Regions from separate parts of the Siniperca chuatsi genome. Here region 2 is linked to region 1. A link is a contact called in public Hi-C data. All regions are on one chromosome and are shown on one strand. The core of a region is the stretch at or near the end of the contact, and the rest is flanking DNA. Distances in the headings are between cores, read along the strand shown. Region 1 holds the start of mboat2a (lysophospholipid acyltransferase 2). Region 2 overlaps mboat2a (lysophospholipid acyltransferase 2).

Region 1 (5,935 bases), core at 2,100-4,599:
ACATACACACAAGACAGAGCATTTTTCCCCCTAAACCAGGCCCTGCCGCCACTCAGCCTTACTTCCAATTTTGCCCAGTGGCCATTTGCCATATTGTAGCAACAAATTGCAACCCAAAAAGCATTTTCCCCCATTATAAAAGAGACATCTGTAAAACTGTTGACAGGACACCTCGAACTGCAAACAAGGTCAATTATGACTCTTTCTATTAGGAATTTTTGATCCATGGAGGTTTCACATTTGTAAAACTTTCCTCAAGTCGAGAAAAGCTATTTAAAAATCTGTGACATCACCACAATGTAAAGTCTATGAGCCCAGCGGGAACTCACGGGCGGGGCTAGCGGGAAGCTAGAAACTTTTTTGGCATATGCATATAGGAAAGCAATTCTTTTGGACTGAATAGGTGCCATTTTGGGTCTGGTATCCAGATCTTTTTACACATCCATGGTTCAGCCAGACCTTTCTCCAGTGCTGGCACAGTGCTAAAACTAAGTGTGGAGATAGGTCTGGCTATGCAAAACTAAGTTCACATAAGCACACAGTTGTGGTATGATTTCAAACATGCAAACTTTAACCAGATCACAGCTGAGAATACAAACATCCTATCAAGCACACCCTTATGATCTCAGGTGCGTATAACAAGGCTTTGCTCAGGTCCAGTGGGAAGAGAAGAGTGAGTCATGAGCTTGAGGCTTGCATGTAAAAGTGCTTGGCAGAGAGGAGGAAATAGGCTTATCTGTATGTGACCCCATGCTGATAAGGAAAGAGTAAAGATACAACAAGTGATTCTGCCACTGATGACACAGGATGAAAATGCACAGCAAAACTATGCCAACATAAGCAGAAAAAATATATCTTTTTGGAGTCCATTTGTAACAAGAAATCTATTGTTTCTCTATACAAGAAAGAGTTATTCATATTGGTGGAGGCAACTGAGGGACATGACAGTGGATTCCCTGGTGTTCAGGAAAACATATATTAAGTAAGTAAGTAACATATATTAATTACAAAAACAATAAAATTCAAAGGGATTCATTCGAATCAAAGTTTCAAGAACAATGTTGCCATGTTGCAATGTTGTGTGTGGGTGTGAACGCATGCGTGTGCTGTGTGTGTATGGTTAATTTAATGTTCCTCAGGTTGTGGCATGTTGATACATATCGGGCAGCAAGATATGCCCTGTCTCCTTCTCCTAGGAGTATTAAGCTATATTATTTGTTACTATGTGGATAACACAGGGTAGGTATCAGGGCAATAACTCAGAGGGAAATTTAAGTCCACTATATAAAAACAATGACAATCACAATGTAGTTTGAGGAAAGCTAGAAACATCCCATGTTAACTACATGTTAACTGTCTAACAAATCCTGAGCTACTGATCCGTGCTGACATGAGTGCACGCTTCCACACACCACCACAGGCTATCTCTGGTGAGCTTTGAAATGATTGCTATGGAAATTTACTTTGCATACACTCCATGTGTGATGGTGTAGGTGTGCCGCCTGTGAATGTGAAAGTGTTTACAACGCAAACATGTGAAGCACATATTATAATGAATTCCACTTTAGAAAACTATCCCTAGCTAATATAATCCCATATTTCCAGACGAACCATAGCTACAGTGGTTTACCAACCCATTTCAATGCTGCTTCAAAATGTGAAAAGACTGACAGAGAAGGTGTGGTGCCCTCTCTCATTATAGATGAGCAATGATGACCAGCAAAGTAATTTGTGCCTGAATGAACACCACAAACCACATCTTTCTTTAACTCTCTTTTTACCTGGTTTAGGTTTACAAATGTAAAACTCCCCGAGCTGTGATTCCTACAGTTATGGACTTCTAAAATATAGGCTTTTCCTCATAATAACATATGAATTGCATGGCTTTCTCAAAACTAGATACAGAGCTCCAGGTGGCTGTGAACTGAAGGTCCACTGAATAGCCATATTAGAATCATGCCAAATCCAAAATCTGATTTCATCCCAAATAGATTAAAGTTCCCAGCCTTTTCCATTTTAAGGAGCCGTTTTACAGCTCAGTATTTTTCTTCTATTAAACTAGCTTTATTTTGTCTGTTTCTTAGCAATGAAAAAACTGTTGCAATCTGGCAGATTAATCATTGCGGCCTAAATACACACTATTCTTGGGCTAACTTCAAGTGAATGTTGTTGGTGAAATTTAACTAGTTAATCCAGATTATACTGGTGATCCGATGGAAAGCAGATCTCTGAGGGGTCCTCGGACCCCAGTTTGGGGACCACTGGAGAAGGCTCTGGGCATCGAAGGGAAGAGACAAAAGGCATTAGCTGTAGTGTAGCTTGGCAGGGGACTAGCTGATGGTGACAGTGAAACGCCAACAGTGAATTTGTGCACTCGTTTTCAATAAATCCGCAATGTATAAAGGCTACGGTAACGTTTGGGAAGAATAGCGCTGCGCATCATCAGCCTCTGCTAACGTTAATGTTATATGCAAATATGCTATCTAATTATGATAAACATGCTGTTTAAAACATATTATCAACTCGGACGGTTCATGTATCGATATGTCTCCATCCAAAAACATACCTGGTCAAGAGGGAGATTGATAATTTCGCTGATTGGCTGCAACAGAGTGGATCCAGTACATGATGCTGTCGTTTGGGTAGCCATGCTTGGTCGGTGTCCGTAAATCCTTTTTCGCTCCTTCCTCCGGTTCGCTTCACTCCCCTCGGCTGCTGCGATGATAAACACACTGCCGCCGCCGCCGCCGTCGCTGCTGTTGTTGAGACGGGCTGGACGGTTGTCATCCACAGCACACATCCAACAAAGAGTACAAAACCAAGACGAGGATTTCACTGCTTGAGCACTTTCTCTTTCGTCTAACGCCCGTTGGCAACGCAAGACGTCGTGTTTTTAGCTGGGACTCGGTGAGAGTGCCTCGCATGTGGCGTTTTTACTGCTGTTGTACATGTATTTGTATATAAATTAGCATAAGGGGGTGACGTTTTAGGTGTAAGTGACCTACTCTACTGTCAAAAACGTTAAAAAATACAACATTTCTCGTTTTAAGAGGTGTCTAAAGAACTTAACGGTCGCTCCTTTTGTGAGCATGCGTGGTATGTCAAAAATCAACATTCTCATCGTTTTCTACATGGAAAGAGAAATTGTGCCTTCCTGTTTGCTAACCTCTTCTGTGCCTACTAATCCATGTTTAAAATATTTGTACGCTTGGAGACAATGGTAGAGTAAGACGTGAACTATCTTGATAGCAGAGTATCTCTGACGACGACAAAAGTGGTTATAGTGTGGGTGGAGAGAAGGCGGTCCAGCCCTCCGTAATAAACATCTATTTTGTCCTATCGCATAGAGAAAGGAAGTCCATCAGCCAATCCCACTTTGTACATGGAAGGGATATCTTGATTTACAATATTCAAGGCAAATTGAATTTGAACTGAACAATGTTGCGTGTGGCCCACACCCCTCCCACATTTATAGCATTCCACACATGAAGGAGAGAAGTGTGACGTAAGGGGGGGATTTGGCACGATTCATTTGAGGAAACGACTACAATGAGCCCAGTGATGTTTGTTCATAGGGAACAGCGAGGCCTGCATCTGCACTACTGTGTCTGCACTGGTCTTTTTAGCGGCATAAAAAAATAGATCAGCAGCTCTTTGTAAATTGTGACCATACTGACACACTTTTGACATTGTGCAAACATTTTACAAGCTATAAATGGACATATAGCCTATATTAGGCTATGCTTCACAACTAGATGTATTTTGTCTATAGACCATGGGACACCAATGTAGCCTAATGTAGCTAGTAAAATTAAGTTGCTCTAATTTTTATGTCACTACATATTCTTGAATATATTTCAATTGTGTTTTTAGTTTGGCTGTGCTTGTCAGACGCGAAAGACAAGCAAAAGAAAGAAAAAAATATACTGCATACCTGCATAATATTGATTGCACTACATCATGACGTTACAATGAAAATAATACATCGAAAGGTGAACGGTAAGAATTAATTGTGTATGAAAATTAAACTATTGTGATCAATTAGACAGCTATTGGTCGCCTGAATGCAATAGCCTCTGGAACTTGCAGCAGCCTGTTTTCTCGCTGTCTATCAGCACCACCTAGTGGTTTACAGTGATTGTACCCAGAACCCTACTTAGATACAATTTAGTAAATAAATATATTGTATTTCCTTAATAAAACCTATGATAGAAATAATCCTAAAATAAAAGATTAAAAATGTAGGACATACAAAAAATAGGTTTATACCATATTCATAATTCATCAAACTGGAATTTCTTTAGGTTTAAACTTGTGCTTTGCTGCATTTTGTAACCACGGACTCTACATTGTTCTTGTGAAGTTGTGATCATGCTTTGTAGTTACAGATTTTGTTTTCACTGAACTAATCTCTTTTGAAATAATGTATTGTTTGAAGAAAGTTTGTAACAAGGCGCAGTAGCCAATAGAGGGCAGCACTTACAAACCAATGACAACTCATCTGACTGCAACCTTCCACTTTTGTTAACACAGTGCAGGGAGTTCCTGCAACATTAGAATTTTTCCAAAGTATATACAATGTGAGAATGGGAGAGTAATTATAAGAGGTTTATGAATCAAGACAGAAAGATTTAGGTCATGTGCTGTGCTGTCACTAAGTCACTGTTGGTATATGCTTATCATCAATGAAATAATCACTTTATAAAGAGCTCTAAATGTAGATGGATTTGTCATAGTGACACTGGTTCAAGGAAATTTTATCAGGAAACATTTTGATACAAATATACCCAAAAAGTGACTAGGCAATTGAATAAAAACTAGACTATGCATATCACTCACCTTGTAGACAGTACAGTAAACAGCAGAGTATACAATAAGGCGGCACTCTTTTCCTCATATTTATTTCTAAAAATTCTCTCATAGGAACATTATCATGGCTCTGTGTGACCTCTGTACTCCTTACTATTGGTTATCATGAAGAGCATCAAGTATAATATTGATCAGATAAACTACAGGAAAGTGAAACTAAGTTGGATAGGAAGCAAGATGCCCAGAGAGCCTAATTTTGACTCTATATACAGGCCAAGTCTTTCATCTGTTGTTGGCACATGCTACCACAGAATGAGCTGTACACAAACTCCAATGAATGACTGCAAAGATAGGGAGCAGAGAGGGCGGACGAAGAAGAATGAAGAGCAGAGGCAGTGGAGCACTAAACAGTAAAGACCTTCAGGTGCCCTGGGGGACAGGTTCCAGTTATTACGTCAGAGCTCTTCTTACGTCTGGGGGGGGGGGGCAAAAAGGAGGAGGAATTGGAGCTCCACCAGATAATAAATGAGAGAAACTATCTGGATCATCAAATGAGCTGCAGCAAGGCAGGCATTATCCCGCTCAAGCTAGTGGAAAGTGATTCTTTGAAAACTGGCTGATGTATGTTCCCTTGAATTACAATAAATTACACAACTTTAGTCTAAATAAAATCAATGTGCATGAGCATGAGTAGAAATAGATGTTCAATAAGATGTTCACTACTGCAAAACCAACATTTGCTGATTTGCATACTGTGCTAAGACGCATGATATATTCCTCCTAATAAAAACATGAATAAATTGATCATTGTAGGGTTGGGTTAGTTTTTTAGCATCATGTTTATATCAGAGATCTGTGCAATAATAGCAAGGCCAGGTTTTGTGGAATTACCTTGGCCTTGTTTTGTGTTTGTGATATATTTTGTACTTGTTCAGTTGTTGTTATTTGTGAAGCAAAGCTGTGTTTAAAACCTTTTATATATATGAGTCTAATGCAAATGCTAGAACCTCAGATAGACAAAGTGCCCCAATACTCCTAAACCAGGAAACACAAGACTGTAAAGGAAACTCACCTGCTTATGCATGATAATTAATATTTTTCATTTCACAGTACAGTTTGTGTGTCT
Region 2 (5,935 bases), core at 1,356-3,855, 35 kb before region 1:
TGCCTTCGATGAAGGCCATGTAGTCGTTGTAAGAGCAGGTGGGTCCTGCCAGGATGCCCATGAAGTTACAGTTGTAGCTCAGGTACTCCAGCAAGCTGGGCATCCGCCTTAAAGGGCCACAGGGAAGAGACAAGAGCAGATATATTAGGGGGAGAAAACAATGCAAATTAGAAGATGTTTTCATGTAGTGCCCAACCATTTAAAAATACAGTATAATAGGAGAACAGATGAAATATCATGTGTAGGGATGGCTGCCCGTCCACTGAGGAACTAGTGCAGTCCATTCTATTCAACTGTGCAGGAAAAAAGAGAGGGCCTGAGTGCTTTGACTGACTCTGAAGATTTTTGTGGACTCTTACCCTTCCTTGCTGAATTTAATCAGCTGGATGAGGTAGAAATCGAACTGCCTGAACAGGAGCTCTTTTTTCGACTGCTAATTCCTCACCTTCCCAGTAGCCTTCTTAGAGTTAGTGGCTGACTCACAGTAGCCCAGCAAAAGTTTATGAAACAAAGGTTTGGTGCCTCATACACATATTTGGGACGTTATAGGTACACTGGTCAGTGCATTTAATATTTGCAACAGTTATGTCAAGATGTGAGTCCTGCTCTCTGCTCTGTCTCTTATCTCTGTTGTATTCTGTTATGTTGTCACATATTAACTCCCTGTTAATTTACAGTAGCAGAAAATCCCTACAGAAAATCCTGCTTTTTTACATTTTTTCTGCACCATCTCCAATAATAACTGGCAGGGAAAGGAATCTGAGGTCGTAATGCTCAGGACAGATGGAGGGCAGGGCATTCCTGCAATACCGGTCATGAGAGTAGTGAATGTGTGGTTTCCTGGATACAGAGTGCCTAACAACTGCTTGATAACACCAGAGAGAGCCTGAAAGGGGGGCAATGTGGCGATTTCCTATTCAGAAAGCAATGAAACCTTTATAAAAATAACTCTAATTTAAGACCATGTCAGCTTTTTAATTCAACTTGATTGAATGAGCCCATCATCTGAAGCAGTAAAAACATACCTGAGTCACATACCTGATAGCTAGGTATTTCTGAGTGGGAGTCAGCTGCCCGTCTCGCTTGGTCAATCCTACAGACAGACATAAAGAGATACATGTTACATTCAAAGAAATACATTTCATTTATGTACACATACACCTGGAAATCATGTTCTGAGAATCAGTTTCTTTCAATGGTAACATGGGGTATGGATAACAGCATAATAGCATAGAATAACACACATTACATGTATTCTGATAAAACTCTGAAGTTCATAGTAATGACATGTGCTGAGTCTCAAGGTTTGCAGGTATTGCAACCAAACCTAGCCAGTGCCAGAGGAACTTATTGCAACACATGGGCTCAGAGGTCAGGAAGGACGTGTGAACTGCTGTGTAACCTAAATAATACCTTCCTTCAGCTGAGTTGGCAGAGGACAGTGAGTGAGACAGAGGAGGGGCAAAGAGTGGAGAGAAAAGATGATTGCAACAGAGAGAGCAGGCTGTTGTGTACATAACCTCATAAGAACTCATCATCTAACTCAGGTTGTTCCACTGTTCTGGTTGTACTGTATTTACTGTAAAAATCTGCTCTATTATTTGGGCTAAATGTCTGGATATATTTGTTTTAATCAGTCTTTGTTTATGAAGATTTGCGGCTTTGCAACTCATTAGACTGAACACTCGTGGTCAGATTTGGCATCATGGGGTACGGTTGAGGGTACGGCTCATCGTGCAAGGCTATGTTTAGTTAGATTCTGCTGCTCCTCTGGCCACAAGTAAACCTTTGATCCCAATCAAATGAATGAAAAGATGAATTGTGAAGCAGCTTCACTGTGCCTTTAATAAATCTGTATTCTTAAGAGCTGGAATACAATAGACAAATATGGCAAGTGTGTGTGTATATAAGGATGTGACAGCTCTCTGAGGATGGGAATTACAGTCTTAGTTTCTTATCAGACTCACAGGAGAATCAGTGACCTGAACAGAATTTAAAACACTACGTAACTCTACACTACATACACATGCATACACCTGCCAACACACACACACACCAATACACAAACTGTTATTAGACTGCTGATTGTGTTCAGTCTAGAATATCCTGAGGGGACTTAAGACTGCAACTGGGAACTAAAACGCTGCGAGTGACTCTCATCATCCTCTCAATCTCTAAGCCTCTCTGACACTTGATCACACTTGTTTATTTTAACCTCGGTGTCAAGTCTCCATCTTTATTTATTGCTCATTAGCACATGTGGTGTTTCAGTTAGAGCAGAAAACTTCTGACTTCAGTATTAGCAGGGCACATGAGAGGACAACTACATATACCGTGCCTTGTTTTACATTTAGCCAATAAATTGTTAAAGCATTATTATCCACTGTTTAAAAGTATGCAGCCTAGTTCAAAATGAGCTTGTGTTTAAAGTCAGCCATTAAACTGATACTACAGAAAGAAAGAGAAGGAGAGAGTGCATACTTGGTCATTGCTCCATTACATAACTGTGTTTATGCTCCCTTTCAGGTTCACTAGTCCATTGTCAGAACTGACTACTGGCTCGGAAACGTGGCTCTGTGATCTGTTAAACTCCAAAGAGAAGTGAACCATTTTCACTTATGTCACGTCTGCCACTTTTTTCCCCCCACAGAGAATGCACACGCACACTCAAACACACATGCTTTAGAGACGCTTTGATGCTCATCTTACCATCATGTATTTCAAACGCCAAGCTGGTAATCTTCTGTGTTATAACCATCATGGGCCTAATAAAGAGCACCAAACAGAAAAAGGCCAAGTTAATATTGTGAATTTCGAAACCTCTCAGTACAGATCATACAACCAGCTCATCGTTTGACTTTTTCTTAACAAGCTGACATTTTCAAATAAATGCTTTTCACACATACTTAACCTTTATTTTAGTCTAGAAGAAGTTATCATGTTAAACTGCTAGCCTATGTTTATTCAACCAGTATTGTTGCATTTTACATGGGTAACTGATGGCCCCAACTGATGCCAATTCCTACAGTAATAATAGTAACAGTATCAGCTGCAGTAGTATCTCCACAATGGAAAATTTCCTCCAGGGTAATTGCAGACCTTTTCTGAACTTCCTGTAGCTATTCTTTCTATTCTTCTTCTCTATTCTTTAGGCCCAATCCGGTCCTATGCTACTCAGCCCTCTTCCTCTTGACTTAATAAAGCCATTCTCTATCAACGAACATTGTAAAATCTGCTCTCATGTGCTTTAGCCTGCATTTAGATATATACAACCTTTCTGTTGATGTTTGCATCATCAAGTACAAGTTCCTGACTAATTTCATACATGAAAACTGCTGGTGGCAGCATCAAGTTAAACTACAGAGTCAAAAACAAGCAACACACCAGAGATTTTATGGTCTTGTAATAAAATAGCTTCAAAGGATTGAGGAAAATTAGAAGAAGATTGCCTAGTCCTGTAGAACAAAGCCCATTTGCCTATAAGGCTCACACAGACGCTTAGAAAAACATGACTGACATTTTCAAGAAAAACAGAGGGACAGCAGACAAGGTTGTTGAAATAGTGAAATCTCTGCTCTCGCAGAGGCAGTATGGGTTTGCATTAGGTTGCTTAGCAACTAGCCACCCCCACCCTGCTGGGAGTGCAGGCTGTCTGCTTGAATTGTCAGACAGTCTGGAGGAGTGGGAACCAACCACAAGGAACTATAGTCGCTATCGACTGCGGACACAGCAGTGTGACACGCTCTTGTTTCTGTTTAGCTCAGACTGGTTGAGTCAAAACCAATATTCCCCTGACTTATAATGGTAACTTCTCTTTTTAGTTTTATTTGTACTCCAAAGTTAAGACCAACGGAGGTCTTCAGTTTTTACTTAAGAACCAAAAAGATTATAAAGAGCTCTGTGGTCTTAGTGTAGCTTACCCTGTAAAATCTGCAGAGTACATGCCATAGTCAAACACGTAGACTCGTGTGATCTGACACAATATCAGATAGCCAAGCGTCACGATGAAGCAGTACCTGTACAGAGAAAGGGAACAAAAGAGAAATGAGAGAAATAAATGATGACACAGGCTATGTAGGTGAAACGTGTAAAAATACAGAAATGTTGCATTCAAAAGCCAAAAACAACTATGAAATCTTGGTGCATATGTTGTAACATTAATCGTTAATCTAAATAATTGAATCTACACAGTGATATGGAATTTTTCAGGCAGGGCATCTTAATACACATTTACCCGTACTGTTCTGAGGATAGAAAATAAACTTAGTCCATCCCTTTGTTTTCATATCTGCGGCAGAACAAGGATTTTCTTCCAGTACAGTACAAAAGACAGTGGCCTCTGTAACCAAAGCAATCGAAAGATGAGGGGGTCGAAAATTTCGACAAACGCGCAGAGGAGGCTCCAATAATGTGTCCCCGTCAGTGGTTGAAGACAGATGACAACACAACCTTTTAACAGAAGACGAAAGACAGAGCAGCACTAAAGCCTGTTGTACAAAGCTGTTGCAGAGTCAGCCCAAGTCAAAGCTAGCAAGCTAGCATTCCTCTGCTGCAAACAATAAGAGGATTGTGCTGCTCTGAGAAGGAATACAACACACCAGCTAGAGCTGCATTGCTGATAAGACACATCGGGACCTCTTCATTCTTAAAGCCTACTGTATCTGCAGTCCAAGACGTAGCCGAGACATCATCTGATCTCTACTGCCAAGCATTTACAGTATAACACAAAATAAAATAACCCATTTACACTGCTGTAATTTTAAATATTTTCAGATATTTCAAGATCTTTCTCAGTTTTTAAAAACTCAGACAAAGATAACACACTACTATTAATCACAAGAAGGCAGAGAAGGCACTGTGAAGAGGAGATCATTAGAATACATTCCTGTTATGTGCTCTGACAGTTCTGTGTTTGTATCCAACCCACACTTGGCATGTTTTTCAGTGTAAACAATATTTTTCAGAATCTTGGGAGACTACATGGCTCTTTACAAAGGCCTCCATATTTCCAGACCAACCCTACAGCAACAGGGCTCCTCTAAATGTGCTGCATGGATACATTTAGTAATACTAGTTAAAATGTGTTTCGTGCTGAGTAATTTATTTTTGGAACAATGCTGGGTTTCAGGAAAATATGCAGAAAGAGAGGGATATGACGTCTATGATGTGGTATGCCCCCCATCATAGATGTTTCTTTACTGAACAACCTAAGTGGTATTTAGCTAAAATTGTCCACTATTGCCTAGAACTCGAGGGATCCTCAGACCCCACTTTGACTACTTTCTACAATTTTTTAACCTGGTTAGCATAACTGTCTCAAATGTTCTGGTGGCTTATGATTTGATTCTAAAAAAATATAAGTGAATATAGGCCGTTCTTATCCTCATTCAGTGGTGTGTTATACACAGTAAAAGGTAACAAAACCAGAACCAAAATCATGCTTATGGAGTAAGATAAGTTGTCCTGTTACACTTGCTCACAATAGGGTTTTAACTAATTTAACATTTTCTTTAAGTGACAATATCCTGTTACAGATCACTCCAGCAATGAAAAGATGTTACCAAAATTTTGGAAAACAATTGACTTGCATTAAAAGCAACAGAAATGATACCTTTGGCAGACATTTTATTAGGCTAGCTTTAGCACAAAGACTTAATATGCTCAATACTAGACAACATGATATAAAATGGATATTTTAGCAGTGCAAAAAAGCTTTAGGTTTTTCTGTTGACATTTCTGCTAACATTTTCAGTCCTTAGCTACAACCCCATTTCACCAAGATCAGCTTTCTCTACAGCTGCAGTTATCAGTGAGGATATGAGCTATATGTGCTGCAGCAGCTATATTTGCAGTGGGCCCACCAGGAATCCTGTCTTCATCCTCATCTGATTTGTGTTTGTGTAATTCACAGCTCAGAGGGGGGTGTTTCATTTCC

Evidence for each region. Hi-C and Micro-C count contacts between places; a contact is called where the count stands out from the background.
Region 2: a Hi-C map of skeletal muscle shows a contact between it and region 1, with 8 times the contacts expected there. The contact joins the enhancer-like site here to the promoter of mboat2a in region 1. A contact is called at or near these places in 2 of 3 Hi-C or Micro-C datasets (skeletal muscle and an unstated tissue).

What each region holds. Positions count from the first base shown.
Region 1 is chrLG15:15,398,376-15,404,310 of ASM2008510v1, reverse strand. It overlaps mboat2a (lysophospholipid acyltransferase 2), which reads right to left and starts at 3,349. Exons shown (of 13, transcript XM_044166963.1): 1 at 2,567-3,349. The coding sequence starts at 2,800.
Region 2 is chrLG15:15,432,836-15,438,770 of ASM2008510v1, reverse strand. It overlaps mboat2a (lysophospholipid acyltransferase 2), which reads right to left. Exons shown (of 13, transcript XM_044166963.1): 4 at 3,921-4,016; 5 at 2,710-2,765; 6 at 1,039-1,093; 7 at 1-107. Among protein-coding and RNA genes, the nearest start is that of kidins220a, 12 kb to the left of the region's middle. Within about 2 kb of position 2,605, the one cell type or tissue checked has an H3K27ac peak away from gene starts, as active enhancers do.